7 separate regions of the Mus musculus genome follow, and regions 1, 3, 4, 5, 6 and 7 are each linked to region 2. Evidence: chromatin contacts called from public HiChIP or PLAC-seq and promoter capture Hi-C data. All regions are on one chromosome and are shown on one strand. The core of a region is the stretch at or near the end of the contact, and the rest is flanking DNA. Distances in the headings are between cores, read along the strand shown.

What was found. Promoter capture Hi-C pulls out the DNA fragments that hold promoters and counts their contacts. HiChIP or PLAC-seq counts read pairs in DNA pulled down with a chosen protein or histone mark.
Region 1: a contact with region 2 is called in a promoter capture Hi-C map of fetal liver, with 2.9 times the contacts expected there. The contact joins the promoter of Wrn here to the promoter of Leprotl1 in region 2. A contact is called at or near these places in 4 of 39 promoter capture datasets (erythroid cells, fetal liver, neutrophils and 1 more), 3 of 484 Hi-C or Micro-C datasets (the HL-1 cell line, the HPC-7 cell line and muscle stem cells), 3 of 115 datasets of contacts at active chromatin or transcription factors (astrocytes, fibro-adipogenic progenitors and large pre-B cells) and 2 of 9 other capture datasets (adipose tissue and liver).
Region 3: a contact with region 2 is called in an H3K27ac HiChIP or PLAC-seq map of acute myeloid leukemia, with 4 times the contacts expected there. The contact joins the enhancer-like site here to the promoter of Leprotl1 in region 2. A contact is called at or near these places in 10 of 39 promoter capture datasets (the 3T3-L1 cell line, 3T3-L1-derived adipocytes, the C10 cell line and 6 more), 2 of 484 Hi-C or Micro-C datasets (both in the G1E-ER4 cell line), 11 of 115 datasets of contacts at active chromatin or transcription factors (the 230-238 cell line, the NIH/3T3 cell line, acute myeloid leukemia and 8 more) and 3 of 9 other capture datasets (adipose tissue, liver and pancreatic islet).
Region 4: a contact with region 2 is called in an H3K27ac HiChIP or PLAC-seq map of thymic regulatory T cells, with 6 times the contacts expected there. The contact joins the promoter of Tnks here to the promoter of Leprotl1 in region 2. A contact is called at or near these places in 16 of 39 promoter capture datasets (the 3T3-L1 cell line, 3T3-L1-derived adipocytes, the C10 cell line and 9 more), 10 of 484 Hi-C or Micro-C datasets (CD4 T cells, the G1E-ER4 cell line, embryonic stem cells and 3 more), 21 of 115 datasets of contacts at active chromatin or transcription factors (the 230-238 cell line, the NIH/3T3 cell line, the SCID.adh cell line and 16 more) and 4 of 9 other capture datasets (adipose tissue, embryonic stem cells, liver and 1 more).
Region 5: a contact with region 2 is called in a promoter capture Hi-C map of neutrophils, with 4 times the contacts expected there. The contact joins the enhancer-like site here to the promoter of Leprotl1 in region 2. A contact is called at or near these places in 3 of 39 promoter capture datasets (the C10 cell line, embryonic stem cells and neutrophils), 12 of 115 datasets of contacts at active chromatin or transcription factors (bone marrow-derived macrophages, cardiomyocytes, embryonic forebrain and 5 more) and 3 of 9 other capture datasets (adipose tissue, embryonic stem cells and liver).
Region 6: a contact with region 2 is called in an H3K4me3 HiChIP or PLAC-seq map of embryonic basal ganglia, with 7 times the contacts expected there. The contact joins the enhancer-like site here to the promoter of Leprotl1 in region 2. A contact is called at or near these places in 5 of 39 promoter capture datasets (the 3T3-L1 cell line, embryonic stem cells, hematopoietic stem and progenitor cells and 2 more), 15 of 115 datasets of contacts at active chromatin or transcription factors (the 230-238 cell line, bone marrow-derived macrophages, cardiomyocytes and 10 more) and 2 of 9 other capture datasets (adipose tissue and liver).
Region 7: a contact with region 2 is called in an H3K4me3 HiChIP or PLAC-seq map of bone marrow-derived macrophages, with 8 times the contacts expected there. The contact joins the enhancer-like site here to the promoter of Leprotl1 in region 2. A contact is called at or near these places in 2 of 39 promoter capture datasets (the C10 cell line and embryonic stem cells), 1 of 484 Hi-C or Micro-C datasets (B cells), 11 of 115 datasets of contacts at active chromatin or transcription factors (astrocytes, bone marrow-derived macrophages, double positive thymocytes and 5 more) and 3 of 9 other capture datasets (adipose tissue, embryonic stem cells and liver).

Annotation. Positions count from the first base shown.
Region 1 is chr8:33,384,274-33,387,267 of GRCm38.p6, forward strand. It overlaps Wrn (Werner syndrome RecQ like helicase), which reads right to left and starts at 1,254. Exons shown (of 34, transcript NM_011721.4): 1 at 1,069-1,254. It overlaps Purg (purine-rich element binding protein G), which reads left to right and starts at 1,569. Exons shown (of 2, transcript NM_001382855.1): 1 at 1,569-1,790; 2 at 2,057-2,994. The coding sequence starts at 2,063.
Region 2 is chr8:34,144,633-34,148,007 of GRCm38.p6, forward strand. It overlaps Leprotl1 (leptin receptor overlapping transcript-like 1), which reads right to left and starts at 2,107. Exons shown (of 4, transcript NM_026609.2): 1 at 2,053-2,107. The coding sequence starts at 2,068.
Region 3 is chr8:34,943,782-34,947,088 of GRCm38.p6, forward strand. All of the region lies in intron 1 of Tnks (tankyrase, TRF1-interacting ankyrin-related ADP-ribose polymerase), which reads right to left. Among named protein-coding and RNA genes, the nearest start is that of Tnks, 20 kb to the right of the region's middle. Within about 2 kb of position 1,515, at least 55 of the 459 cell types and tissues checked have an H3K27ac peak or open chromatin away from gene starts, as enhancers often do. A contact at or near this core is called in the 230-238 cell line, acute myeloid leukemia, bone marrow-derived macrophages and 1 more, where this site is marked.
Region 4 is chr8:34,963,972-34,967,145 of GRCm38.p6, forward strand. Tnks (tankyrase, TRF1-interacting ankyrin-related ADP-ribose polymerase) reads right to left here and starts at 1,719. Exons shown (of 27, transcript NM_175091.3): 1 at 1,043-1,719. The coding sequence starts at 1,694.
Region 5 is chr8:34,917,446-34,920,470 of GRCm38.p6, forward strand. Tnks (tankyrase, TRF1-interacting ankyrin-related ADP-ribose polymerase) reads right to left here. Exons shown (of 27, transcript NM_175091.3): 3 at 934-1,029. Among named protein-coding and RNA genes, the nearest start is that of Tnks, 47 kb to the right of the region's middle. Within about 2 kb of position 1,261, at least 38 of the 459 cell types and tissues checked have an H3K27ac peak or open chromatin away from gene starts, as enhancers often do. A contact at or near this core is called in adipose tissue, bone marrow-derived macrophages and neutrophils, where this site is marked.
Region 6 is chr8:34,889,255-34,892,264 of GRCm38.p6, forward strand. It overlaps Tnks (tankyrase, TRF1-interacting ankyrin-related ADP-ribose polymerase), which reads right to left. Exons shown (of 27, transcript NM_175091.3): 4 at 1,250-1,286; 5 at 422-497. Among named protein-coding and RNA genes, the nearest start is that of Tnks, 75 kb to the right of the region's middle. Within about 2 kb of position 1,462, at least 71 of the 459 cell types and tissues checked have an H3K27ac peak or open chromatin away from gene starts, as enhancers often do. A contact at or near this core is called in embryonic basal ganglia, embryonic forebrain and forebrain, where this site is marked.
Region 7 is chr8:35,122,051-35,125,415 of GRCm38.p6, forward strand. No RefSeq gene overlaps it. Among named protein-coding and RNA genes, the nearest start is that of Gm34419, 28 kb to the left of the region's middle. Within about 2 kb of position 1,446, at least 100 of the 459 cell types and tissues checked have an H3K27ac peak or open chromatin away from gene starts, as enhancers often do. A contact at or near this core is called in bone marrow-derived macrophages, double positive thymocytes and embryonic stem cells, where this site is marked.

The DNA.
Region 1 (2,994 bases), core at 4-2,503, 760 kb before region 2:
GATCTCTAAGAGCAGGCCCCTTTTCTCTACCCTAAAGGCCTTTCTAGGTTACTCTTACTCCAAGCAGCCTCCTTCAGGCTTGCACTTTCTTTCCTGTCCCATAGACACTTCCTTCACAGTGAGGACCTATTGGGAATTGTACCTCCCAACACCCACTGGCCCTCACCCGTCTTTCTTTCATTTTCACTTTGTCAATACTGCACTTGGCATTTTGTGTATCTCTTTCCGCTAAATTGTGAGCTCAAAAATGGGTAAATTTTCTGTTTCATTCATTTTGTTATCTCAGCAGCGCTCAACAATTATATGCTGAATTAGCAGAGCTGGGATGCCATTCAATTGAAGAGCGCTGTATCAAGCAGGTGAGTGGTCCCAGTCTGGGGTTCCATCCTCAAAGCAAGAGGAGACACAGGGGACAACTAGTATACAACGACATCGAGTACCAAACTGCCCTATACGCCGCAGGCTTTGCATACAATCTCTAATAAAAGATCAAGAGGGCATGACAGGGTAGGCCGTACTCTCTTGAGTTCGAGGACAGCCTGGGCTAAAAGTGTGAGGGGCTACAGAAGAGAAGCCGGGTCTCAATAAAACCAAAGGGAAAAATAAGGCTGAAATTTGTTATTTGGGGACTCTGGATTAGCATCCTAAAGAGTTTTTTGCTCTCCAGGTTTTTACATATCAGGTCTATGGGAGAACGAGTCATATTCAACAAGACCAAATGCTCATTAGTACAATGACTTAACCTTAAGAGGTCCAAAACAATTTGCTCAGTAGTGGAAAGTCGGTTGCCTCCCCGGACTCAGTTACCTCTGCCTCCGAAGCGCTATAAACAGCAGCTGGGGCGGAAGAGGCGGGAAAGCCCACTGACGGGACCAGAGGAGGCCTGTGGCTCCGAGGCCCCTTTCCAGGGGATCTGAAGGAGAAAGGAGGCAAGGCTCCCTTTCCAAGAATCTCCCCAACACAACCCCAAGAGAAAGCCTCGTGGGAGAGAGAAACAAGCGTCCGAGATGCGTAGATATAGCCCAGGGTACGCAAAGGGGAGAGGCAAAAGCGGGGAAGGCACGTTACCCTGAGAAGAGCCAGATCTAAGGGTCTTCTCCTCCAGCAGGATGATTTATGGAGGACTGAGAACCAAAGCCCAGGACCCAGGCATCGAGAGAGGCCTCACATTTACTAACTTTATACCAACGGGCGCCTCGGTGCACTTCTGGTCTGGCGACTGCCCTTCCCTGCACTCCGCCCGCGGCCCCGCCCAACCTCTCCCAGCCGCGCCGCCCTCCCACCCACCGCAGCCACCCCGCGCAGCACGCATGCTCAGAGCTGACGGCCGCTGGGCACGCTGGGAAATGTAGTCTCAACGCAGGTGCGGGTGAGTCGCGGGAAATCACAACCCTCCCGCCACCTCTCCTGCCGGCTCTCTCGCACGCCGGGTCCCCGCGCGCTGTCTGCCGTCAGGGCGCGCCCGGAGGCAGAGCCCGAGTCCCCCGTCTTTCCGCTAGCGCGGCTGGGGAGGCGGGGTCCCAAGCCCGGCCCCTCAGGCAGCTCCCCGCCTCCCTCCCGCCCTCCCCGCGGCGTCGGGCCGGTGCCCGAATCCAGGCAGCGGCCGCAGGAGGCGCGGCGGCGGCGGTGGGCGCCGCAGGCGATGCCCCTGCCCCGCTGCTCCGGCGGGGGGCAGAGCGCGCGGCGGCGGCGGCGGCGGCGGGGAAGGAGGCGGGGGGCGGCGGCGGAGGGGCCGAGAGCTGGCGGCGGCGGCGGCGGTGGTCGTGAAGGGCATCGGTGACGGAGATGATGTGAGTGTCGGCTGGCTGGGACCCCCGGGGCTGCCGAGCCGGAGCTGGGCGGCTGGCAGCGTACGGGAATCGGAGCGGGAGGCCTGGGGCGGCAGAGGGGATGCTGTGTGCGCGGTGCGGAGCCGGCCGAGGCCGGAGCGCGAGAGCCGGGCCAGAGTAGGGGTTCCGGGCGGCGGCAGCGGGGGCAGTGCGGACCCAGGGGCGTCTGCGATTGTTCTCAACACCCCTCCCCCATCCCACCCCGTGTGTCTGTTTGTCACTTGCAGCTGAAGATGGAAAGAGCCAGGCGAAGGGGAGGCGGCGGCAGCGGCGGCGGCCGTGGCCGCGGAGGCAAGAATGTAGGGGGCCCTGGCCTAAGCAAGAGTAGACTCTATCCCCAGGCCCAGCATTCTCACTACCCCCACTACTCCGCGTCAGCCACCCCTAATCAGTCTGGGGGCACATCCGAAATCCAGGAGCTAGCCTCCAAACGTGTGGACATCCAGAAAAAGAGGTTTTACCTAGACGTGAAGCAGAGCTCCCGGGGCCGCTTCCTAAAGATAGCCGAAGTCTGGATAGGGAGAGGCCGGCAGGACAATATCAGAAAGAGTAAACTGACCCTCTCCCTGTCGGTAGCAGCAGAGCTGAAGGACTGTCTAGGCGACTTCATCGAGCACTATGCCCATCTGGGCCTGAAAGGCCACAGACAGGAGCATGGCCAGAGCAAAGAGCAAGTCTCCAGGAGGCGGCAGAAGCACTCTGCACCCTCCCCACCGGTGTCAGTGGGGTCAGAAGAGCATCCTCACAGTGTCCTCAAAACGGACTATATAGAGAGGGACAATAGGAAATACTACCTGGACCTAAAGGAAAACCAACGAGGTCGCTTCCTAAGGATTAGACAAACCATGATGCGGGGCACTGGCATGATCGGTTACTTTGGCCACAGTTTGGGCCAGGATCAGACTATTGTCCTCCCAGCACAAGGTATGATTGAATTTCGTGATGCCTTGGTTCAGCTGATTGAAGACTACGGCGAAGGAGACATAGAAGAACGAAGGTGTGGAGACGACGACCCACTTGAACTCCCAGAGGGGACCTCTTTCAGAGTGGACAATAAAAGGTTCTACTTTGATGTGGGCTCTAATAAATATGGAATTTTCCTGAAGGTAAGTGAGGTGAGACCGCCTTACCGTAATACTATTACTGTTCCGTTCAAAGCTTGGAC
Region 2 (3,375 bases), core at 857-3,356:
AAGTTGAATGTGGGTTCCAGTTAGCCTGGACTGCATAATGTTCAAAAATGCTAATACAAAAGTTTAATAACACAAGTTAACTCATAATACTTTAAAAAAATCAAGAAACCAAAATATAAGGTTCTGGCATTGAAACACATTTAAAACTTGAGCTTAAATTACAGCCACTGTATCAATATTATAAGAGAATCCTTATTTTAAAATGCTTACTTTATTATGGAGGTGTGTGTCTGTCTGTGTGTCGATGAGGTAACTATGGGCTGGAGGTGCAGGCTTTTGTGAGCTGCTGGGTAGGGATGCTCGGATCTTGGATCTGAGCTCATCTCTTCTGTTAACTGCTGAGCCATCTCTCCAGCCCATAAAATTACCGATGCATTTATTTATACAAGATCCAATTCCTTTCAAGTACTCACATATGAAAAAACAAGCCCTGTAGAAGTGTTTGGGGAATGGAGATACCCTAGGGTCATATTTCCATGCATTCGATACTCAGTATTTAAAAGACGTTCAAAGCCATCTGCATGTGACATCTCATCTCTTAAGTCATCACAGATAAAAGCTGACACACGTAAACAAACTGCTCCACAATGCTCCCCAAACCAGTAACGTCTCTCCAGTCTTATGACACTGGCAGCTAGGTGGCTTATTTTATATCAACGGTGTCTTAAGTGACACACCAGTAAGGTAAGGATTCATACAGTAATTGACTGATGCAACACTCGGAAAATGAAACAGAGAGGAGTGTGGTTTCTACTTCCAAAGCCTCTGGGCCAGGGATGGAACAGCCCAATTACCTAGCAAAAATTCTCTAAAGATGGACTACAAAGACAGAGGTGAAGGGGTCAAGTTCCCCGGCCTGGGAGTTAGCAGAAAATATAATGTATCACAGAGTAGCAGGCAACTGGCTCAAGAAATATGTAATGGTCTTTACAGCAATACTCCTTACTTAAGGGCAATCTAAAGGCCAACAGGAAGAAATATCTTGATAAGCAACCTGTAACTTTAAAAGGCACTGAAATCTTTAAAAAGTAAAATTACCCCCCCCCCCAGTCACTGTCACCAGGATTAACATTATCCAGATTTGGAGAACCATAAAAACTGTTTTCTTTTTTTAAAGAGTCCCTCATTAATGACACCGCAGGTGGGTAGAGAAACGCAGGCAACATCCTAAAAAGAACAGCACTTTACAGTAACTTCCATCCACGTTAGAACTTGAAAGGGTCTATTATAGCTCAAAAAGAGATCCGAAAGTGTCCTAGTTGCTCAGATGACAAGGTTCTATACGAGAAATAACATCTTTTTTTTTTTTAGGCACCGAAAATAAACAAGACACCAGAAAAAACGTGAACCAGGGAAAAAGCTCAGCCAAAGTCGCCCTTACCAGCGAGGTGGAAGCACCACTATCCAACTGTTTTTACTTCCAACTAGGTTATCTCTTCTACAAAGCAGGTCAGGAAATCAAAGTGATCCGCTGATAAGTAAATACAAAACTTTGCTTCTAACCCCAGGGGCAAGACTACTACTGAGCCAAGTTCCCTGTCTTCAAAGAATGCAACATCCCGTTCTCTCTGAAGAAAACACACCAATAGACAAGTAACCTTTCATCAAGGTGTTCGTTACCTTTCTTCTTAAAAAAAAAAAAAAATCACAACTACAAAGTGTCAACGTGCACTTGTGGGGGAAAGGAAGCCAGGAGCACTCTGGGTTAGCATCCGGGCTCTACTGCACCTTAAAAACACCAAAGATGCATTCGATTTAAGAGGCAGGGAAAGCCTGTGCACCGCGATCCCGGGAGCGGATGCAGAGCCCGGGTTTGGGAGACGGGCGCGTTCGTGCCTCGGGTGGGAAACCACACTGGTTTGCCGTGCCGGGCATTCCTCCCGATCGCAGCCCTCAATGTCTCTGGGTGCAAACTCGCGCAGACCGCGTCGGTGGCCGGGTTGCCCCGTTCTGGTCCAGGGGCGGAGCGCCACCGCCGGAGGAGCCCGGCTGGGTCGTCCCCACGCCGCCCCGCCCCATCCCTACGGCCCCGGCCCCGCGGCCCAGGCCCACCTTTGATGCCCGCCATGGCGGTGACGTCGCTCCTGGCTCCACGACCCGGGCGGTGGCCGGGAGACCCGAGACGCGCGGCGGCGGCGGCGGCCAGACAACACCCGGAAGTGCACCCCGCTGCACTTCCGCCGGCGGCTCGCGCGGGGGCGTGGGGGCGCGCGAGGCCGGGCCGGGCCGGGCCGGCGTCCTTCCTTCCGCGGCTGAGGGGGGCCAGCTGGGGACGTGCGGGGCAGCTCCGGCCCGGAGTCCCCGCGGTCTCGAGAAGAGAGCGTGCGGAGCTCGTGAAGATGCGGGCGATGTCTTTGCGGGATCGCCTCACTTTCTGCCCCGCGAGCCCATTTCTCCTCCCACCACCCAGTCTGTGACACGTGAGATGGGTGGTCTCTGCTTCTCTCCTTGGGTTCCTAACACAGATCCCATGAGGTCCCCTCCACCCCCGCAGGGAGTCAACGAGTCATAATGTGAACATAAAGATGCTTCCTCTTGGGAGTCGGAGAGCTTTTCAGTCTTGGTGACAAAAAGGATGGGGAAGTGGGGGGGGGGGCGCCCCGCAGAGATCCTATATATTTATGTAAGCTTCCCACATAGCATATGCTGGGGAACCGGGTAGGCGTTGGGATGAACAAAACCAGGTGTAGTTTCTGCCCTCGGGTTGTTTGCAGACTAGAAAGAGAAAATACTCAAAAGAGAACAAAAGTGCGACGAAGATAATGGATAGCAAGAGGGATCCATCTGCACTCCAAAATATACCACTGGGGCGGCGGAAAGATGACTGTAGCTGAAATCAATTTTAAAAAAGAGAGAGACATAGAAGGGGAATTGGCTGCGCTCCTTTTCTGTACAAAATCAGACCGATTTAAGTTTCTCCTTGTAAAGGTAGCCGGAACTTCCTTTCCTGTGTTACATGAGAAGATATTTGCAACACAAAATTTCCCATGTGTAAATATTTTCATTTCTGAGGAAGAGACAGATGTCTCTGTAAGCAGCCGCAATTGGAGTTTGTAGAAATGTTACAGAAATAGCCTTTATCTCCCTTAGTTTTCCCCTGAAAGCCCAAATTTCTTCCATTTAGTTGCTTTCCCACAGCGTATTGCCTTTTGTTAAAATGCCTTATGGGCTCCCAGACCTAGCCGGTTGTGTTTTCCTTTATTCGGAACCTTGCTAAGCCTGTAAAATACAGCCTGTAAAATACACTCTCCCCTTTAATAGGCCTTACAGCTGCTAATATGTAGGTCTCCTCTGTTGAATCTAAGAAGGCAGAGACAACCTCTATCCTAGAAATATCTAGGAAATAGAAGACATGGGAAATAGTCCTTTGGTTTG
Region 3 (3,307 bases), core at 265-2,764, 800 kb after region 2:
AAGGTGACTGCAGAACACCCAGCATGGACCTCTGCCCTCCGTATGAACACACAGACACACACAGACAGACTAACAGACAGACAGACAGACAGACACACACACACACACACACACACACAAATCACAATAAAAAGTAAAGAATCAAGAACAAAATCAGAGGCAACTAGTTAAGGACACTCCTGCTCTCCTGTCTAACAATAAAGATCTGGCACAGAGTTAGAAGGCAAGGACAGCTGGGTCCCAAATTCTGGGTGAGCACCTTGGTCTGTGAGGGTCCAAGTGGGAAAGACGTAAGCCAACAGCTAGACACTCATCCAACGACCTTACTAGTCCTCTGGGCCTCATCTTCGCATGCCTGCTGTTGACATCAGCTAGCATAGAGAGACCACAGGATAGACCCTTCCTCAAATGCAAGCTCCTTACCTGGGCTCGCAGAATGCCAGTGGCCTGACCTGACTGATGTCACCTAATCCATCATTGTCTTTTCTGTCCCAACAGGAACAAAGCAACAAGCCTTCAAACTCCCCAGGAGCCTTGCTTCTCATAATGGGAAGGGTTGGGTTGTGATGGTCGAGGGAGGGAGGGACAGAACCGAGACTGTAGGACCTCTACCACTGCTCAGTACTATTGTGCCAGAACAGCAGACTGGACACATGGCCAGCTCTCTCTGGTTTCACTATTCTGATATAAAATTGAGCTACCCCTGTCCAGGAGCAGTAGAATGTAAGTAGAGTGTAAGATGATTTGTAAATTTCAGCACATGTTTGCTGGTAAATAATGTCATTTCACATATTTAAAGAAAACAAAAAATGTACTTTAAGGAAAAACTAAATTCAAAGTACAAGGCCTAACTAAATACACTTAGCAACATTCTTAAAGAACTGATTTTAAAGTATTATAATTAAGGCCCTTTGAAGTGTTTCAGTACAAGATGTAGGGCCACGGGTATTTATTCCCCAGGTCTGAGCTAAAAAACCAGGAAAAGTCATTCCACTTAACATTTAACATTTTAAGCTTGCCTACAATTAAAATCTGCAAGAAACAACCTTAAACCTTAACGGTAACATGAACAATGTTATCAAAAAAGAAAACCCAAAGGCGTTTGGTGTAATATAAACTGAAATATTTTATAAACAGTAGCAAACAACAGACTAAGAAGGCATTTTCTTCCTAACCTGACTACCAACAAAGCAACGAGCACTGGATCACAATAGCAAAGTTCATATTACATGTCATTTTTTAATTTTTCTGTAAGTATTGTAAGATCCAAGAACACCCAAAAGACAAAGAGTAAAGTAAGCTTGAAATTGTCAAGAACACTGACATAAAAGATAAACGGGCTTTTAGTGACAGAGGATCCACGAGATACCTTAGAAGGGAAGGTATCAGTGATCTACTGTTTACGTAATTCCAGCCACAAGACTGGCCTCATTGGCTCTCTACTGCTGGGATCAAACACCACCAAAGGCAGCTTGGGGATCAAAGGGTTTGTGTGGCTTCCCACTTCACAGTCCAACATGAAGGGAAGTAGTCAGGAAACAGGAAGTGAAACCAAGACCCATGGAGAAGAAACCCTCCTTACTGGTGTCTGTCCCCTTTGCATGGCTTGCTCAGCCCCGTTTCTTTTTCTTTCTTTTTTTTTTAAAGATTTATTTATTTATTATATGTAAGTACACTGTAGCTGTCTTCAGACACTCCTGAAGAAGGAGTCAGCTCTCATTACGGATGGTTGTGAGCAACCATGTGGTTGCTGGGATTTGGACTCAGGACCTTGGGAAGTTGATGCTCTTAACCACTGAGCTATCTCACCAGCCCAACAGCCCTGTTTCTTATAAGAATTACCATCAACTACCCAGGAATGGCTCCACCCACAGTGGGCTGGGGTTCTCCCACATCCATCAGTAATCAAAAAATTGCCTCACAGACTTGCACACGAGCCAATCTGATGGAGAAAACTCCTAAACCTAGAGTCCCTCTCCTCCCAGATATGCCTGTGTCACGTTCACAAAAATTAGCAACACAGAAGCTTTTGAACAATAACTGTAGAGCTTTTAAACACTTTTCTCCCCAGGGTATTCAGTGGCTCCCTAACATCACTGCCTACTCCAGAGGGTCCAGACATGGAGGAACTTCTAACTCTAAGTTCATTCTGAATCATGTGCATCCTGGCTGATGTGTGGAAGGCAGCTGCTGTTTATCTCACGACAGCTCCACCACCATGCCTTCACTCTCATTCTGTCCACTTTCTTCTTCTGACATGTTTTTAGGTATTTGGGTTTACTGTATTTTACGGAAGAAATGTGTATGCTGTTGTGAACATCTGTACTGGGAACTGCGGAAAGAACCTCCACCTTACTTGTCTTCTATGTACCAACTGGTTTACCTCATCTAATACACAACAAAGCACAGACACCTAGTTAGAAGTTTCTGATTACTCTGTAATATACCATCCAATGACAAATATTTTATATTTAACGTTATTGCTTCCTCTTCTAGCTTTCATTGTAACTATATTAGCTTTTAATCCTTAGAAGATAAACTAGCTTCTGATTGGTTCATCAAAAGTCACAAAGGAGTATATTTCCCTGTTGATTTCTCATTTGTCAAAAGCAGACCCTAGCTGAAAATTATTCTATCTTATAGAACCTGGTTTGGGGAGGGAGAGGGGGAGAGAGAGGGAGAGAGGTAGAGAGAGGGAGAGAATGCTAAAGTACAGAGAACTAAAGGAGTGCTTTCTCCAAACCCAACAGAGAAACTACCAGAAACAAAAAAGGTAAGAAACAGGGAGTAAAAATAAACTGTCCCAAGAAAAAAAGATGGTTAAATTCCAACGCAAAAAGATTAGCTCAACAGCAGAAGGTAATTATCCTGCCTAGGCAGGCGATGGACCAGAGAAGGCCTACACTCAACACCAGCACTGTGTCTCCTTTGCTGCTGTGAATATGAAGACAGGATTTCCCACTGCAGCGCTAGCCAAAAGTAGAGGGATATATCAAGGGGAAATACTGCAATCGGACCAGAGGGCCAAGTGCACAATTACATCGAAGGTGACAGCATTTTTAAAAAGCAAAGTTTGGAAAATGGTGATAAAAGAAATCACACTGGGGCGTTCGCTCTCTGTCCTAGCCCCATCTATCGCCATTTTCCACAACCTAGAATGCATACTTCACTCCTCAGCCCAAGCTCCTTAAGAACTCTTCCAGGAGGCTCTGAAACAGGTACAAAAGGCAAGCATTCAGTAAGATACCAGAGTAATGAGGGTAGGAAGAGAAGAAGCTCTGCAAAAATGACACTTCTCACAGCTGAC
Region 4 (3,174 bases), core at 469-2,968, 820 kb after region 2:
TGGAATGTTTGATACTTTATTTTAAAAGTGTCTTTTAATTTTGTATCTTTCTGTCCTATTTGAATTTATAATAAATGTGTAAGTACACACTTCAAAGGTACTGTTTTAAGGGCATCACCTATATTTAAAAAAAAAAATCAACCAAAAGTATCAAAGCAGTGAGATTACAGCCCTTTTAGTTTTGTTCTACATTTCTGTGTTTTATAAAAATATTCTGCGTTTCAAAAAGAAAACAACTACATACTCAGAAGGGGGATGGGGCAAAAAAAAGTTCAGTTCAGCATTTAGCAATCAGTGCCTATGTGGAGAGTTTCCCCGCCAGAGACTTCTTCCTAGATCCTTGCTCAAACAACCTCTCATCTTTGTCTCTAAGAAAATGAGCTGAGAGACAAGGTAAATACACAATGGACCTCAAAGCTGCGCCCTCGCTCTCGCTCTCTCTCTCGCTCTCTGTCTCTCTCTGCCCCTTATCATAAGGCACACAATACCCTTATCACTACTGTCTCCGACTGGCCCGCTGTAGTCTCTCCAAACAGACAGTCGACTTCATAGAAAACGTGACGTTTCACAAACCCCATTGTCTTGCGTTGTGTATCTTAAGAATATGAGAGATTCTTAAAACACTTGTTGAGTTACCGTACACTTCTTTTGGCCCGGGACTGTCTGTCCTCCGGGGACAAAACCGTGCCGAAAACAAAAACAAAAACAAAACTGTCTCACGAACGACAAAGCTGTCCCTAAAGCGACTCAAATGCAACTTGTCCCAGGCAGGCACACTCTGAACTGAAAAAGTTTTAAGCATGCCCACATCCAGGGTTGACCGCTACACAGAGTTTGCATAAGTTGAAGTACCACGGTTGCAAACACTGAGGGGTGAATTCACACCTCGTCCCCGCTTCCAAGTCCCCACCACCCATGCACTAAAAACTTCAGCTCTCGGGGTGAAGTCCTGCTAACAACCTGTAACTTCTTTGTCCTGGGTCCAATCACCCACCCTCCGCTCCGAACCCCGTAAACCACAATTCTCAAGTCCCAGACAGACCTGCTGCGAAGTGCAGGGGAGAAGACTTTCGGCCGGCCATGTCCTTGGCATTCACGTTCGCGGCGTCCACCAACCTCTTCACCCGGGACACGTCCCCATTCCGACAGGCCTCGAGCAGCTCCCGCAGGGCCCCACTCACGGCTGGGACCCCCGGGCCGAGGCCCGCCGCCCCGGCTCCCAAAGTTGCCGTGGAGCCAACTCCGGCCGCCTCGGGACTCTCCGCTAAGCTCGAGCCAGGGGAGGACGGGGAGGAAGACGAAGACGAAGTCGGGGAAGAAGCGGACGACGCGGAGTTGTTCCCGCCGCCGCCGCCGCCGCCGGCTGGGGTGGGAGCGACCCCGACGGCGGCGGAAGCTGCCGGGACCGCGGCCGGAGCAGCCACGGTGCAGACGGCGCCGTCCACCGGGTCGGGAGATCGCGGCCTGTCGGGCGGGTCCCGGCTGCCATCCCCCTCCGGCAGCGCCAGGCCGTGCCGCGGGGAGGCGAAGGGCGCCAGGCCGCCGGCCGTAGGCGAGGCAGGGGTGGGTCCCGGGGCCAAGCCCGGGCTGAGCGGCGGGGGAGGTGGCGGTGGCGGAGCCGAAGCCCCTGGGGCGGGCTGGAGCTGTTGCTGATGATGGTGGTGATGATGCTGAGAGCGACGCGACGCCGCCATCTTCCCACTCCCCCGTACTGTCACTGCGGCAACGGCGCCACCGCCCGCCCTCACTTCCGGATTCTGGACCAATCGGGATCCAACATACCCGGAAATGATTCCTGCCGAAGTGGGTGGAGTCCGAGAGAAGAAGGGAAGTATTGGAAGCTCAGAGAACAACCAGCCTGGGGGCGTGGCTTAGTAGTGGAGCGACGGGCTTTTGTGACGCCCTGGCGGGCTGGCTGGGCAGATTTGAAAGTTGTGGTGAGCCACTACCTGTCTGAGAAACTTCTGCCTTCCTTCACTTTCTGCGGGATTGCTTCGGTCGGCTTCAGTCTTCCCTCGGGTACCCGTCAGTCTGCGGTGTCTCCCTTCAGAAGAAGCTATTAAAGTGTAACTTATGCAAACATCTACCAAACGTCCTCGTCCGAAAATGGAATTAATAGTACCCACCTCACAAAGTTGTTTGCAGGAATGAAGTGAGCTAATGCATACAAACGCTCTGAAGAATAATTATAATTAGCACATTGGGAATATTTTTAAATGCAGTGTTAGATATCTCTCCACCTTACTGTCTCTTTGTACTGTCTCTTACGTCTCATTCTGACACGGGACAGGAGGGAAGGATAAGGGAACTTTATTCTCTAAGAGCATTTGTACTTAATACCGGAGAAAGGAATCCATGCACATACACACTGTCAATAGCTCAGTGTTGGGGTCTGAGAGTCGGATTATTGAATTTATACCCTAATACTGATTAGATCATGGACATAGCTCAGAATTATCTGAACTACATTATCTTTTTCTGTCAGCTTATAAAGGAAAACACACACACACAAACGACAATGAGATCTTTCTCAGGTGCAGGAAGTTCTGCCAGGTGATCAGGTCTGATTTAAGCCATTTTTGACATAACAGTTCATAATGACCTTTAATTTGATGGGCCCTATGTAAAGCTTTGTGGAATTCCTTAAGATTAACAAACCTCAGGACATACAGAACATAACAGGGGATGTGACCAGCATGACCCTTCTCTGAGTCAAACTATTTTTCTATGTCAAAGGCTGGTAGGCATATTACAGCAACAATATGAAATAGCTGGCAAGCATGGAACAAAATGGCCGCAACTATGCTAGTGGGTCAGGAGGACACACCGCTTGGTTTGTCTCTTCAGAGTTAAATCTGACTAAGGATGCTCTGAGAGGCATGCAAGACTCACTGGCATTGGGAGTATGCAAACCTAACTAGACAGAGAATAAGAAGGGACAGGAATGAGCAATGGGGGAGCGGGGTGGGGGAGGGGGAGCACCAGACGAGAATCTCGGAGACTGAGCAGACCACATGACATGAGAGACGTGGCCGTACTCTGGAATGACTGACTTCTTTCTTCTGCTTTGCTAGCGCAGAGACAACAGGTAAAGCAAGTCTCTAAAATGTTAATCCTGTCCTCTCAGATTACAGACACTTTGAAAAGAGCAGTTCAAAAATCTGTCCTGTCTCT
Region 5 (3,025 bases), core at 11-2,510, 770 kb after region 2:
GTGGGAAGTTGTCGTTCCACGTAGAGTAATTAAGCAAAATTCCATATATTTTTAAAGCTTTCTGTACATAAATGCCTTCTATTCACTTCACAATCTCTATTAAGAGTGCACAGCAGATTGATAACTTAAACACAGTTAAAGCTCTCTTCTACACAATCTATAACAGCACTGTTAGCAGTGCAGTGACTAGGAGGCTCCACATCACAGAGTAAAGGAGGGCAAAGGCAGCAGGACCGGTATGCTGAGAACAAAACCAAACAGAGCCAATGCAGCACTGAGAACGAAGATCAATGAGAACAGCAGCTCAAAATCTAGCCGTTAAACATAATCTTGCCGACCATGACGAAGGGTGCTCTCTACCCTCAGGGTCTCCTCTGTGATGGTTCTTGGCATTTACTTTTATAAAATTAATAAGCCCCAAATCTGCATTACAGAAGTAGAAAGACAATATATTACCCCAATCTAAAAAACTTGGCTATCAGGGTAAAAAGTACAAAGATATAATGAAATATATAAAAGTGGGTGAGGAGAGCACCCAAGTGTAGCTGTTGACCCCAGGGATAAGGCAGCAGGTTGTCTTCCCAATGAAAACTACTTTTACAGTAACACAAATGCCCTTGTCTGCTCAACAGTGAAGGGCTTTAAAAAACCAGCCGAGAAGAGGAGGTAGAGGAAAACTGTGATGTAAGCCATAAAACTGACAAAATATGAGAAACACTATGATGTAATGCTGTAATTCTCAGTGCTATAAGCAGTAAAATTAAGATATATCAATCTATATGATATATACATATATAGGTATATATCTCAACACAATTAATAAGATGCACATCCAATCAATAAGATTTTTAGTATTTTCTTAGCTTCATTAGTGGAAAAATATTCAGTGCATGAAAATCTTATAAAATCAGCCTCCTAGCGCTGGCTCCTTACCTGTGAGGACAGCTTTTGCTGAAGGATCTGCCAGGTCCAGAGCTGATTTCCCATCGGTGTTCCGGATGTTTGGATCGGCTCCGTGCTGCAGCAGCACTGTGCAGGGAAAGCACAAACAGTATCTTACCTCGGGGATACAGAGATTATTTACTGCTAAGTGTCGCCTCGGCATGGTGTAGGCATAAACATACATTGCACAATTTTTTCTCTTTCAAGAAAAGAAAAATGAAAGAAAAAGGGGAACAAAAGCACTGCAGCAAAGGATCTTCTCTAGAGTAAAGCAAAGTTGGCAACTTATGGTACAGTATTATCACATGACTTGACATCATAACCATGAAACTAGAAGCTTGCCCCGGACGGTCCTGCTTTGCCTCCCAAGGAAGCAGTATGGGAGCTGTGTGCGTGTTCCCTGCCTCGCTCTGTGAGCTGTGCTAGCTGAAGCTGCCCTGCCTTTACTACCACTGTGACTGCTTGTTGCTGCTGCTGCTGCTGCTGCTGCTTCGCTGCTGAATCTCCAACACGTCCTCTCTCAGAAGAGTTGTAACCCTGTGCAAGGCTTTTAGTGGCTCAGTGCTCACATATGAAACTCACCATAGACACACTGGCTTGTTTCCAGAAGTTTAACAGACACAGTAATGCGTGCAACGCCAGCTCTTGCAGCCATGCTACAAAAAAGAACTCTATCCTGTATTATGATCCTCCATCAAATTTCTAGAACTAAAAACCCAATCACTGAAATTCATGTAACAAAGGTATTTCATAAAAACTACAGAGACTCCTTAAGATTCAGACCCTCCTATAAGTGAGTGGGCAGTAGATAAAATATGGATATGGCATTTGGGAAGTGTCTAATGCCAACTAAACCACTGCTGTGTAAGAGCAGAGCCCCAGAGACCACGGGAGTGCTACTACCCATCTGATATTTAAACAGTGAACAGGTTAGGCATCTTTAGTCAAAAACCTGAAATTCAAGGTGAGGAAAGTGAATCCTCTGAGCACCTACATAGCCACCTCTGACACCATGATAGGGGAACACTTAAGTGTATACTGAATCACTTTTTTCTACATTTACTGGGGGTGGGGACACAATGTAGAAGTAAGAGGACAATCACTTCTACATGTTGATCCCAGGGATTAAATTCAGGTCCTGAGGCCTGGTGACATGTGTCTTTACCCACTGAGCCAGCTCATTGGCCACTGCTTGTTTTTTTTTTCCCTAAGCAATAAAAATTTTCATTCTTTAGCGAAATATACACTAAGCAACCAAATTTAAACTAATACTCTTCCATTTTAGAACTCTCATTAACATACATGGGATTTAACCAATGAGAGGGCTAAGAATGTAGCTCATTTGGTAGACTGTATGCTTACCATGGTATATGTGAAACACAAATAAATCTCGCATTGAGGCCTGGATTCCAACCTCAAAACATCTCATGCTATATATATGCAAATATTCCAACTCCTCAGGTGGGGTGGGTCTGAACGCCAAAGCACTTAGGTCTCACGCATTTTATTTAGATGAGGGAAACTTACATCTTACATAAGAGTTTTAGGGCTGAAATGGTGGCTCTGCTGGTGAAATGCTTGTTACATAAGCATGAAGAGCCAGGTTCTGATCCTCAGCATCCATCTGTCACACAGAGCTAGGGAAGTGGAACAGAAAGATCCCTGGGACTAGCTGGCCATAGTCTAGCCAAATCAGAGTATCCCGGGCTCAGTGAGAGGCTCTGCCTCAAAACGTGCAGTGGAGAGTAACTGAGGAAAAGGCTCAGTGAGAGGCTCTGCCTCAAAACGTGCAGTGGAGAGTGACTGAGGAAAACACTCAATGGGGCCTCTCTGGAATCCAAAAGCACAAGCACTCTCACGCGCTCAAGCACACTCCTGACAAGCAACTCTGGATACCCTCTGACCCCACCCATACGCGAGCACTTTAAAACATCCAGTAGTGGCTTTGAGCCACTACTAGTAATTCTCAAGTTCTACACTGAAGCCCATACACTCTTTTGAAATTTGGAAGGTGATCTTCATATTACTAAGTACTGAGTCATATTGTTTATAAAGCCATTCTTTCTGTGATGCATAAGCCATC
Region 6 (3,010 bases), core at 212-2,711, 740 kb after region 2:
CTAAAAAAAAAAAACATTAACAGTTTCCTACCTTTAATAGACAAAGTGCTGATATCTAGCAGATAAAATTTACCAAATAAATGTAGAATGTGTATGTCCTAACAGACACATATTTGCATCATGGCACACAGAACGCATGCTGCTAATTTTCTTCACTGAAAAGTGTATGCAGTTCCTGTAACAAGCCCCTTCGAGTGTCTGACAGCGGAGGAGCGCTCACTTAGGACCCAGGCTTCCCTAGCTCCATGAATCTTCACAGCCACCAGGAAGAGGGAAGAGCAGTTCACTCTACAGTGCAAAGATGCCAGGAAAAACAGCTACAAATATCTAAGTATACACATGTACACAGACCATACCAAGCAAAATTTCATGGTAAAGCAAGAAGAAATTACTAGAAGAGGTGGCATTTTAAATAACTTACCTTTCGTCCATCACTTGCATGGCAATTCACATTTAGAGGAGTCAGTAAAGCCATTAGTTTTTCTTCATTACCACTCCTATAAAAAGGCAGCAAGTTAATTTCTGTAAAGCTATAGAGCTTCTTATAAATATTTATAGTTCTTTTATAGTGGAAAACAACAAGGCTTTTGCTTTAGAGTTTAAATGTGGATCACAATGCATGTCTATAATATTCATTTCAGTTAACATAATTCCTGTTAATTATGTGGTGGTATGGTATCATGAGTAATGTAGCATTCCACATTTAAAAATGTATCTACATAGTCATTTTAATTACAAACTTCACTTAGAAATGATCTAAAATGTTAGAATTTAAAAATACAAATTCTATAAAGAGGTAATCAATTAGATTATAAATGACCATTACTACTACCACCACAAACAACAACAAAATAGCTGAGAATGAATTTTAGCATTTACTTTATGTCTCTCCTTCAAGCGTGGCTAGGAAAAGAAAATCGTCAAAGCAAAATACAGATATAGGCATATAAACACTCCAAGAATAAGAATATCTTTTGAAAGGTTTGCAGGTAGTACCTCAAGATACGTTACAAAATAAAATTAGCTTTACAGTGCTCAGTATAGTGAAGGATTCTGTCATTACGTCCACTAACAATGTAAAATGAAGTACACAAAGACTTAATAGATCTTACCCACACTATCTCTTAAAACCCAAGCAAGAAAAGAACACATTATAAATCTTTACACTCTTCTACCTGCCCCCCCCCACACACACACCCGTTTCTCCCTAAATGCATTATACTTACTTAAAATGAATGGAATCACTTACCTAGCAGCTTCTAGGAGTTCGTCTTTTTTGTATTCACCTAGATGATTGCAAAATATCATGCTGTTAGCATTTGGCAGAAGACAGATTAAGAAATGCAGTAGGCAGCAAATAGAGAATTAAACAGAGAAGAACAGAAAAGAGAGTCCACACCCCGCTGGGTGATGGAGCCGTGACGTTAGCCAGCTAGTGAAGGCAGCATCACCAGTGCCTTGGAGACGGGCAGTAAATTGACGCAGCTTCTTGTCCAATCCTCAGATGAAATAGCTTTCTTCAGACAGCCAATGAATGCTAAACCTCGAGTCCAGGAACACATTCCCTCTGATAACGGCACGCCAGCTCAAGACAATGTCCCTTCCCCCCGGTTTGTATTCAGGCTGTCACAGTATACTTGTGAAGCATAATACATTCTGAGACAAAAGCAAAATAACGTGGCTCTTTAACGGTACAAATTACTAGCCTTCAAAAAAACCTGTTTTATTTGTAATGCCACAGAAAGTTTTTTTTAATTAATTACCACCATTGAGCTTTATAGCAGGAAAAAAAAAAACCACACAGTAAATATGAAACCACGGATGCTATTTGCCTTGATAGGGAAGGTCTGTAGACTAGAAATACGTGAACTACGTACCAAATGCTAGGCGCCTCTTGGAGGCAGTGCTCCAAAACCAAAGCCGAGAGCATAGTCTTAACGGGCAGCGATAACCTAACCTAGCCTGCGCTGTTACCCTTTCTGCTTGGTGTACTACCCTTTACCAACAGTAAACCTTAGTAAGTAGGGTCTCTGGAAATAAACAAGTAACTAATTGTTACGGCATGGGGAATTTTATTCTCTTCTTTTTTTCCACAATGGATTTTTCAAAACATATCAGTGAGAACAGAACTTAGAAGTCTCCCATAACAGATTCCTTAGAGCACCCAAGTTTCTTTCGCTAGCGCAAATGAAGGATGAGGAGCCTTAATGATAACAACACTGTGTTTGCTCCTTCGATAAACAAAAACAACAGCCAGGACTGTGATTGTGATTGCTTTAATGCAATAACTGTGCTGGTAATATCATTAAAGAAATGATTATACAAATTGTCTTAATATGGCCTTCTGTGAAAAATAGCAGGTATATATTAGAAAAAGAAGACTTTAGATCAAATAAAAGTTACTGTAAATTACTTTAAAATACTTTTAAAAAAACTTTAAGATTTGCAGTTATATCTTTCTTTGTATTTTGATGTAAAATTGAGCTATTTCAACACAAACTCTACAAAGATACCAAGGAGCAGCTGCTTAACTCCTATAATCTACTATTAATGAATATTATATCGCTTGTGTCTTGAATTGGAACTAGGCTAAAATCTAGAAGCTATCATCACATGTTTTCAAATGTAGAAGTTATTAAGGGAATCTTATACTAATAAAGTCAGTTCTATGTACCCCCAATTCCATATAGTAATCTGAACAATTTCAGAATCACAAAATTAGTCTTTTCAATTTCCTATAAATTGTAGTTCAATTGTTTAATAAATAACTGCACAAAAATCAAATTGTATCTTCAGGGCAAAAAATGGTTAAGAGTTAAAAACTTACCTTTATTAAACATTTTCTAACAGCGGTATGGAAATTAAACATACTAGGAATGTCATTTTATAAAGTCAAAATTAAAACTTAAAAAGCCCGAATAATTACAATCTAAATAATGCAAATTATGGAATACATCTATAAAGCCACTCATGTATTCAAAAGGTGTGTGTGTGTGTGTGTGTGTGTGTG
Region 7 (3,365 bases), core at 196-2,695, 980 kb after region 2:
CAAAATATCCCATTTAGTTGGTCTAAATGTATCCTGGACTTAGATTTCCCTCAGCTAGATACCTCAAAGACCCAGGGATGCTCTGGAGCCTCCTGAAACAAGGGCAGGAAGAAAGGAGGGGAAGTTGGAAAGACAACGCCAAGTAGAACTGAGTTAAAACGTTCCTTCCTCTATGTTGTCTATTACACGGCCATATGGGTACATTATCAGTGTATGCCATAGGCCTTTCTTTGTAAAGGGTCTTTAGAAACGAGGCCCTGCAACCTTACTTCACAGTACATCTGCCTCTGGAGACTTGGTTCATGGATCCTCTTTCCCATTGGCAGTCAACCCTGCTCATCATACTTTGGCACCAAATTCTCTCTCTCTTTCCATTGCTTGACCTGGTCCAAATAGCACGACATCAATTCTGGCAAGGGCCTCCTATGGCATCACACTATGTATGGTAGATGGTATCATGGCAGAAGGACATGCAAGAGGAAGAAATCACAGGGCAGGGTAGAAAACAAGTCTCCCCACAAGGACTCACTCCACAAGAATAGCATCGGTTCCCCGAAGGCCTTACTCTGGGCTCTGTCTCCTGAGGGTCTGCCGCTTCTTAGCATTGCCACACTAGCAACCACATTTTCCAGGAATAAATCGTCCAGGTATAAACCCCATCCAAACAATCGCAACCAGCATGCTGAGATCTCTGCATGGAATAGTCCAAACCTTCCTCTTGTCTCTTTGTCCTTCCTGGAAATGTCACTGCCTTTTCACCTTGATTTTCTTGCCTTTGGATTCATTTCCTAGTAGATCAATCTCTTCTAAATTGTCATTGCTCTGGAGACAGCTAAACGGCGTACGAAGTAAATGAGTAAGTGGGTGGAGATGATTTCGGAATCATGAAATAGAACCCCAGTCTCTCATACATTGGCTGTGTGTCCTTGGGTAAATTATTCAATATTTCTGAACCTCCGCTTTACAATATCCTTAAAATAATTAGAGTTGTCCTACAGTTCACTAAGCAGTGCCTGGTGCGTTGGGATTGATCATGGGAAGGTGACAAGGGTAATGATAACATAAACACACAAACAAACACCCATAAGTCTCAGCGTTCCTTTGGAGCAAGCAAACTTTTCCTACCCCACTTTTCCTTGCCGACTCCCACACCCAACATTGGCCTCCCTTCCTCCTGCTTTTATCTTTTGTGAGGAGCAGGACATATGCCTCTGGTTCTGTGTGCACAATGACAGTAATTAGAGCCATAGGTTGGAGCTCAAAAAAAAAAAAAAATGGCGTCTGGTTAGCAAAGGGTCCCGTCAGTTCAGCCAAAAAGTACAGCAGATCCTGTCTGTGCGGAGTACATAGTCACTTCCCCTAGTTTTCAAAGTTGGTAATACTGTTAACAGGCGGCTGGTGACAGCAGCAACATCAGCATTGTCGGCTGGGCAAGGTGACAGAACGTTCTGCACTTCCTGTCTCTCAGGAAACGATCCGCGGATTCAGATGCAAATGAGCGCGAAGCCAGCCAGTCCTGATTTGCATTTGCTCTCGGTGAACTCGCATTCCCTCCCCAAGTTCGTCTTCTGTGCATTTGCAATGCTGAAATGACTCTGCCAAAGCAATTTCTTTTTTCTACTCTATCCGTTGTAATCTCAGAAAATCCTCCCCCGAAAGCCCAACTTTTACTCTGTGTTAATTTGGCCCTTGTTGCCCAGGCTCCCCTCCGAGATGTTTCTGCTCTCACCTGCCCTGCATTCAGGTCTCTCTGTGCTGCGCCTTCTCCCATGAGGCTTTGCAGCTAGCTGTCCTTTAAGTTGTTTCCCATCCTGACCTCATGTCCTGGGCCCACAAAAGGCACACAATTCCCTCCTAAAGGACCAGGACAGTGGCAATGCTCTGTCAGTGTGTGAGGGACCCAAGGCTCTGTTAAAATGAACTTCAGTAAAATCTGACGTGTCCAGCTGACCTTTAATCAACACAGGCAGGAACTTGGCAGGTCTTGTTAGTATGAATTACAGATTTGTTTGTTTGTTTGTTTTTGAGAAGTGTGACAATAAAAATAAAAACAAAGAACAACAAAAAAACTTGTCTATGAAGCCTAGAGGTTTGTGTATATATTAATAAAAATCTAGTTATGTCACTAACACATATATGTAGATGATCATAATTATATTATTGACTCTCATAAAAGACATGAGGATATTATAAAAAAGCTAAGTTTTATTCAAGACATAAACAGACAAACACAGATTATACTTGGTGCCATTTGCAGTTGAGGGGAATACAAGCACACGGAAATAACAGGGTATTAATTATACTGCATAAACTACTACATAGGTGTCTCAGTCAGCTTTCCATAACTGTAACAAAACACATGAGCTAATCAATACAAGGAAAGGAAGGCTGATATTCCCTCAATTCTGAGGTTTCAGTGTTTTGGCTCTGTTTCTCTCTGCCTGCTGGGTGCATTGTATATCATAGCGGGATCATGGGCCACAGATCTCTTCACCCAATGTGACCAAGGAGCTAAGACAGAAACAGGAAGAGGCTAAAACATCAACACTAACTTCTTCATGCTAGGCCTCTCCTCCTAAAGTTATTTTCCACCTCCAGTAGCACCTCAGGCTAAGAACTAAGCCTTCCCTGGATAGAGCTAATGGGGCTAACTCAGATCTAACACTCAGCAGTGAGCATCTGCAATAGCTCCATTATCATTTCCTGCTGTCACTGCGGTAAGCTCCAGGGTAGGTACCAAACATCTGCCCTGTTACACTGATTGTTCTGCCTTAGCAGTTCATCTCTCTTAAGTAAAGCACATGGCAGTAAGAAGTGACCCCTTGATGCTCTCCATGTCTTGCACTGGGTCTAAGTACTTACACGGCATACAAAATAAATGTGAAAGACCTGGTTGTGTCGTCAGTAAAAGCCTCTGGCCAGCTAGATAGGAAGTCAAAAGCTACATGTGGATTTTTTTTAATTGCATGGGGTCTTAGGCCCCTAACGTCAGCAATGCACAGAGATTACACCGCCTTGAGCTCAAGGAATGTTTACAGCAGGAGCACACACCTGTGTAGCGAGCATCAGACCGGGAGGTAGGTCAGCAGATGTCCCAGGACCCAGAACCTTCCCTCCACATTCTCTCCTAGCCAGGGCACAGCCCTGACTTCAAGACCATAATTTTGCCTAACATTGAACTTGACATTAACACAGTAACACACGATGTACTTTCTTGGATTTTCACTTCTTCTATTGCGTTTGTATGATTCACCTACACTGTGGTTCATTTTCACTTCTGTGGACCATTTTGGTACAGGGAGTTTGTGCTATTTCATAGGAAATACACTTGGATTGCTTTCTGCCCGGGGGTTCTGCACATTATC